Linked DNA regions of Pan troglodytes: region 1 is linked to region 2. The links are chromatin contacts, called in public HiChIP or PLAC-seq maps. All regions are on one chromosome and are shown on one strand. The core of a region is the stretch at or near the end of the contact, and the rest is flanking DNA. Distances in the headings are between cores, read along the strand shown.

Region 1 (3,142 bases), core at 608-3,107, 150 kb before region 2:
ACTCTCCCAACTCAAAGTGTCATTGGGGTAGAGATCCTCTACTCTGGTCACACATAGGTCCCCAAGGGTTACCACAGTGCCAGACACATAGCAGGCACATAAATATTTGTTAAGGTAAAATTGAATGGTGCTCATTGCTGTAATATTTATGACAGAGCCTCCCAACTAGTGTGTCAAGATATGGGTATTTTCAGCCCTGAGACAGCTGGAAAGGGTCTGGCTTTCTGGCTGCCAGGCAGGGTTGATTTAACCAGTAAGTTATATAAATATAATTTTCTACATGTGCTATGATATGAAAAAGGTTGAGAATATTAATAATCATCCCTGTTTTAAATTTGGAGACATCTTTCATAAATACTGTTACTTCAGTTTTTTTATCCAACCACCTACCCATTATCTTGCTTTTGGAAATATGTTCAAGAACCCATCTAGGCACCCGCTTTGCCTGATCATAAGACAAAGCGTGATTAGTGTAACACCTTGTCTCTGTTCCAGTTAAAGGGAATCCAAATTGTTCCAAGACAGCCTTTTCTGCAGATCCTAAAAACGAAAAAAAAAAAAAAAAAAAAGGGGGGGGCAGAGACAAAAAAAACACGCACACACAATTAGTGGCTCTTAATAATGAAAGATTATAAGGAAAAGGAGAGCGGTGTGATTTACAAAGGACTGGCTCAGAAGTCTAATCAACCAGAAAATCTCATTTTTGCAATTACTTATGAGATGAAGAAAACAGACAGTAGGCAAAGTACTGATTTGCCTATAATCAGTGAATAAAATGCAGCTACTGCATTAACTTTTGAATAAAGACTTGATCTTATTAGTCTTTCACATCAAATTTCCAAATCATCTCTGAAGCACTGATATGTGTGCTGTTGCAAGATGACAGTAAAACTGGTACTGTTTTTCCTAGTGGGAGAAACCAAGCACACATTCAACAGTGAGTCAGTTTCGAGATAATCCTCCCCGATGCCTTCTCAAATCCTCAACCCCCCAAGGGGGTAGTTCTCTTGCTAGATGCCAAGTATCCAAAGGAGCAAGTTAAATTAGCACATCCGCAAAGTACAAGAAATGAGCTCGTGTAAATTTTTTTTTTTTTTGTCAAATATAAGGTACCCATTGCAACATGAGTTTTTATACACTTTGGAGGGATAGCAGGTATTCTTCAACTGAACAATGACGAAAGAAGGGCAGTTAACTAATCTACTAAAATTATGTATTAATTTATTCCTTCATTCATACTTACTGAATGCCAATTATGTACCAGGTACTGTGCTGGTTAGATGATGGAGACCAAAACAGACATAGTCTCAAGTCTTATGGAGCTAACAATCTTAGTAGAGAACACAGACATTAAAACATAGATATCGCGATGAGTAACTGGGAGGAAGAAAGTCGGGCGGGGGTGGGGGGGTGGTTCTGTGCAGAAAACGAAGATGCCCGGGGAAAGGAAGGACATGAGGGAAGCTGGCGAGACGCGAGGTGGGGAAGGGAGGCCGAGCCGGGAGAATAAAGGTCAGAAACCAAGGGCCAGGCTAGGGGCCCAGCAAACGGTGAAGGCTGTCCGTCAAGGACTGCCATTCACACTCCAGGTAGGAGTCGGAGCCCGAAACCTGGGCCAGGGAAGGGAGGACGGGCCCACAGACTTACCATCCGGCTGCTTCCCTGTCAACGCTCCCTCAGCGCCCTGACTCCGGAAGAACTGCAGGGCCGCGAGCCCAGCTCCCGCAGCGCCCACTACAGCCCCAGCCACGAAACCGCTCAGAAAACGACGGGAACCCCGGAGGCGGGAAGCGATACTCTTGATAGCCATTTTGCCCGAGGTACCGGCCTTTTACCACGGCGCATGCGCGCGCATGCCGTCCCCCGCCATCCCCCCCGTCACCCCACGCCTCACCGCCCGCCAAGCTGAGGGCCTCGCACGCCCCCTGGTGACAAGCCGGGATGCCTAGCGCATCCCCGCTTCATCCCTGGTCCACTGGACGGGGCGATGGATGGGGAATATGATGTCTAGAGGGCTTAGTGGTATGCTATATATAGTCTTGAGAAAAAAATGCCTTTAGTCCCATTTAATAGGTGAGTAAACACTTGCACATGGTTACACTAAGGTCTCCAGAGCCGATATTCCAACTCAGGTCTATTTATTTATTTAGCGACAGGGTCTCTGTTACCCAGGCTGCAGTACGGTGGAATGATCATAGCTTACTGCGATCTCGAACTCGTGGGCTCAAGCGATCCTCCTGCCTCAGCCTCCTGAGTAGCTGGGACTACAGGCACGTGCCACATTGCCCGGCTAAATTTTTGGCGGGAGTGGGGGAGCGGTAAAGAAGGGGGTCTCCTTATGTTGCCCAGGCTGGTATCCAACTTCTGGCCTCAAGCAATCTTCCCGCCTCGGCCTCCCAAAGTGCTGTAAGTCCAGGTGTGTGTCACTGTCCCCAACCTTCTCTTTTAAATTGGAATAATAATACTTAGACCATAGCGTTCTTGTGAGGATTAAAGGAGATGACACATGTAAAATGTTTGGGGAAGTACCAGGGGCATGTCACTAAGTGTTCTATAAATGTTAGAAATGTTTGAGTCATCTCTACTCTTTGTCTTGATAGAATATAAAAGCCAGATTGCTGAACGCCTGCTGGCAAAGAAAGGATAGATTTCATGGACTACCACTCACAAATGAGTCTTCATTTTGCAGCACGATCTCCAGCATTCCGTGTGGACTTAGTTCTTAGCAGAAACTTCAAGTTTCCTATTTCTTAGATAACTGATAGGAATAACTTTCATCTGATCCCACTGATGATTCACTGACCAGGAGGCCACTTCTAACAACCTACTGAAGTGTGCACATTATTTTGACAGCCTCAAATGGGAGGCTACCCCCTTGCCTGGAATACCTCTAGTGAAGGACCCTGACTGGTTAAGCTACATCAACCAGAGTCCTTCCTAGGGATTTTCGATCTAGTAGTCTCTCTGGGTAGCAAAGCTGTGACGTAAAACTCACAGGCGCAGTGGCTCATGCCTGTAATCCCAGCACTTCGGGAGGCCAAGACTGGAGGATCACCTGAGGTCAGGAATTTGAGACCAGCCTGGCCAACATGGTGAAACCCCGTCTCTACTAACAATACAAAAATTAACCAAGTGTGGTGGC
Region 2 (2,724 bases), core at 9-2,508:
AAACTGAGGCCTAGCAAGGCAACTCGAGTCATCCAGAGTCCCACAGGACTTTCCCCCCAAGGACCGGCCAGAGGCCTGCCTCCCTTGACCCATTCGAGAAGAGGGGTTTGACTGTAACTGTGTATATTTCCCAAGTACTTTAAAGGAAAAGGTGCCCCCGGTCACCCCATGCCCTCTTTGAAGGCAAATTTTGATTTGCTTGCCTGTCTGCGGGGCGTTGGCAGCAGCACACTGCTCCTCTGGCCAGCAGTCCTGGGTGCGCAGACCAGGCAAGCTGGTGTCAACGAAGGGCGGTCACAGGGTAAAGTCCATTTGTACACTATGCATTTCACTTTTTTTTTTTTGGGACAGGGTCCCGTTCTGTCGCCCAGGCTGGAGAGCGGTGACGCCATCTTAGCTCACTGCAATCTCCACCTCCTGGGCTCAAGCGATCCGCTTCAGCCTCCAGAGAAACTGGGACTACAGGTGTGCGCCACCATGCCCGGCTAATTTTTGTATTTTCTGGTAGAGACCGGGGTTTCTCCATATTGCCCAGGCTGGTCTCGAACTCCTGGGCTCAAGCGATCCACCCGCCTCGGCCTCCCAAAGTGCTGGGATTACAGGCAAGAGCCACCAGGCCTGGCCCATTTCAATTTTTAAAAAAAGGTTTTGGGCTATAATCTGCTTCCAGGTCACTGGTTGTGCATGTGCGCAGGGCTACCCGCCTGTCTGTTCCCCTGCCTTACAGTAGCTGACTTCCTTCGGATCCCCGTCACTGGGTGCCCAGAACAGCGCAGGAACCCGCCGAGTCCTCCGGCCCCTCTGGGCACCGGGGGTCCTGCCGAGGAGCGCCTGCAGTTTCCTGGGGTAGCTGGGTCCAGGCGGGGTCGAGGCCGCATCTTGCGAGCGGGTGGCATTGGCAGGGCATCTCCGGGCGAGGGCACCGGCGCCCCACGGCCGCGCGCAGGGCAGGGGCGCGGGGGCCCCGGGAAGCCCGAGAGGTAGGCGCGCCCGCGGCCGGGCCCATGTTTTCCCGCGTCCGGGTGACAGCCCGCCCCCTACCCCCACCGAAGCGGAGGAGGCGGCCCCGTGGCCCTGCGGCCAGGCAACTGTACCTGCTGCGTGCTGAAGTCCCAGCCCAGGCAGCAGCGGCGAGGGGCGTGCTCCGCCATGGCCCTTCGGGTAAGGCTGCGCGTCCGTCAGTCCGTCCGTCCGCCACGCGGCGTGATAGTCGCCGCGCTCCAGCGCCCAGAGACGCAGGGGCCCGCCCCTAGCTCCGCCGGGCCAGACTGTGGACCGGAGTCACGAGGCGGGCTTGCGCTCTGGCGCCGCCTGCGGGGCTACGCGAGCCGGGACCGCGTCCTGTGCAATCGACGGTGCCCCCACGCAGCCCGCTTTCCTTCGAAGCGCACCCCCTCTGGTCCTCCCCATCTTCATCTTATGTCTTCATGGGCCGTGCCCTGACACAGCCTGGCTTCCCTTAGAGGACGCCTGGGCCAGAGGTTTCAGCTATAAGCCAGCTTGTCTTTCAGAGGGAGCCTGCCTGTCCTTCTGGAGGCCCTGGGCCTGCAGTCCTCTGTGGCTGTATCTTGGCACTGGAGCAGCTGTCCACCCATGGTGGTGACTCAGGGGCCACAGGGAAATGGGCCCTGGGGTTGGAAGCACTGAGTCCTGACAAGCCCTGTCCAGATCCAGCAAATCTGAATGGTTCCCAGTGTGTCACATCCCACCTGTGTATTTAAACTCAGCGCTCCTGATGCCCCCACGGGGAGACACTCATTCCTGGAGTCAATTGGTATTGATGGTCTAATGTGTGCCAGGCATGGTAAAGGGGAATGAGAAGCAGAGTCAGACCCACTCCCTTTATTCATGGAGCTGAGGGTGCCTGTCCCACCAGCTACATCCTTCCCGTCCCTAAGACTGACTGCTTTCCAGAATTCCTCCCCAAACCCAGCATGTGAGAGGCTCCTCCTACGAACTTCCCAGCCCACCAGTGCCCTTTTCATGCACTTGCAATGGTCTGTCTCCCTTGCTGAACTTGAGCTGCTTGGAGTCTACATGGGATCCTCTTCACTGCTGGAACAAGAAGGGGCCAACATACTTGTCCTCCAAGACATTCACAGCTTACTGGGGACTCAGCCACTCCAGCAGTCACCACCTGTGACAATAGACAAATACTGGATACTAGCTAGATCAGAAACAATTATGCAACCTGCTGAGCACATTTAATCCTCACAATGATGCTGGGAAGTAGGTACTATTATCTCCACTTTTAAAATTTTTTAAATAAAGGTATCTAAGTATCTAATCTAATTAAGATTAGATTACTGCATTTTAATCTAATCTTAACTGCTTGATGACTTTTTTTTTTTTTTTGACAGAGTTTCACTCCTGTCACCCAGGCTGGAGTGCAGTGGCGTGATCTCCGCTCACTGCAACCTCCACCTCCCTGGTTCAACTGATTCTTCTGCCTCAGCCTCCCGTGTAGCTGGGATTACAGGCGCACACCACCGCACCCAGCTAATTTTTTTTTTTTTTGAAACGGAGTTTCACTCTTGTTGCCCAGGCTGGAGTGCAATGGCGTGATCTCAGCTCATCGAAACCTCTGCCTTCTGGGTTCAAGTGATTCTCCTGCCTCAGCCTCCCGAGTAGCTGAGATTACAGGCATCCGCCACCACACCCAGCTAATTTTGTATTTTTAGTAGAGACGAGGTTTCTCCATGTTTGTTAGGCTGGTCTTGAACT

The links. HiChIP or PLAC-seq counts read pairs in DNA pulled down with a chosen protein or histone mark.
Region 1: a contact with region 2 is called in an H3K4me3 HiChIP or PLAC-seq map of stem cell-derived excitatory neurons, with 2.5 times the contacts expected there. The contact joins the promoter of EXOG here to the promoter of XYLB in region 2. A contact is called at or near these places in 3 of 7 Hi-C or Micro-C datasets (blood, induced pluripotent stem cells and stem cell-derived neural progenitor cells) and 1 of 1 datasets of contacts at active chromatin or transcription factors (stem cell-derived excitatory neurons).

What each region holds. Positions count from the first base shown.
Region 1 is chr2:42,498,231-42,501,372 of NHGRI_mPanTro3-v2.0_pri, reverse strand. EXOG (exo/endonuclease G) reads right to left here and starts at 1,857. Exons shown (of 5, transcript XM_001171826.8): 1 at 1,648-1,857. The coding sequence starts at 1,810.
Region 2 is chr2:42,349,968-42,352,691 of NHGRI_mPanTro3-v2.0_pri, reverse strand. XYLB (xylulokinase) reads right to left here and starts at 1,258. Exons shown (of 19, transcript XM_016940725.4): 1 at 1,095-1,258. The coding sequence starts at 1,151.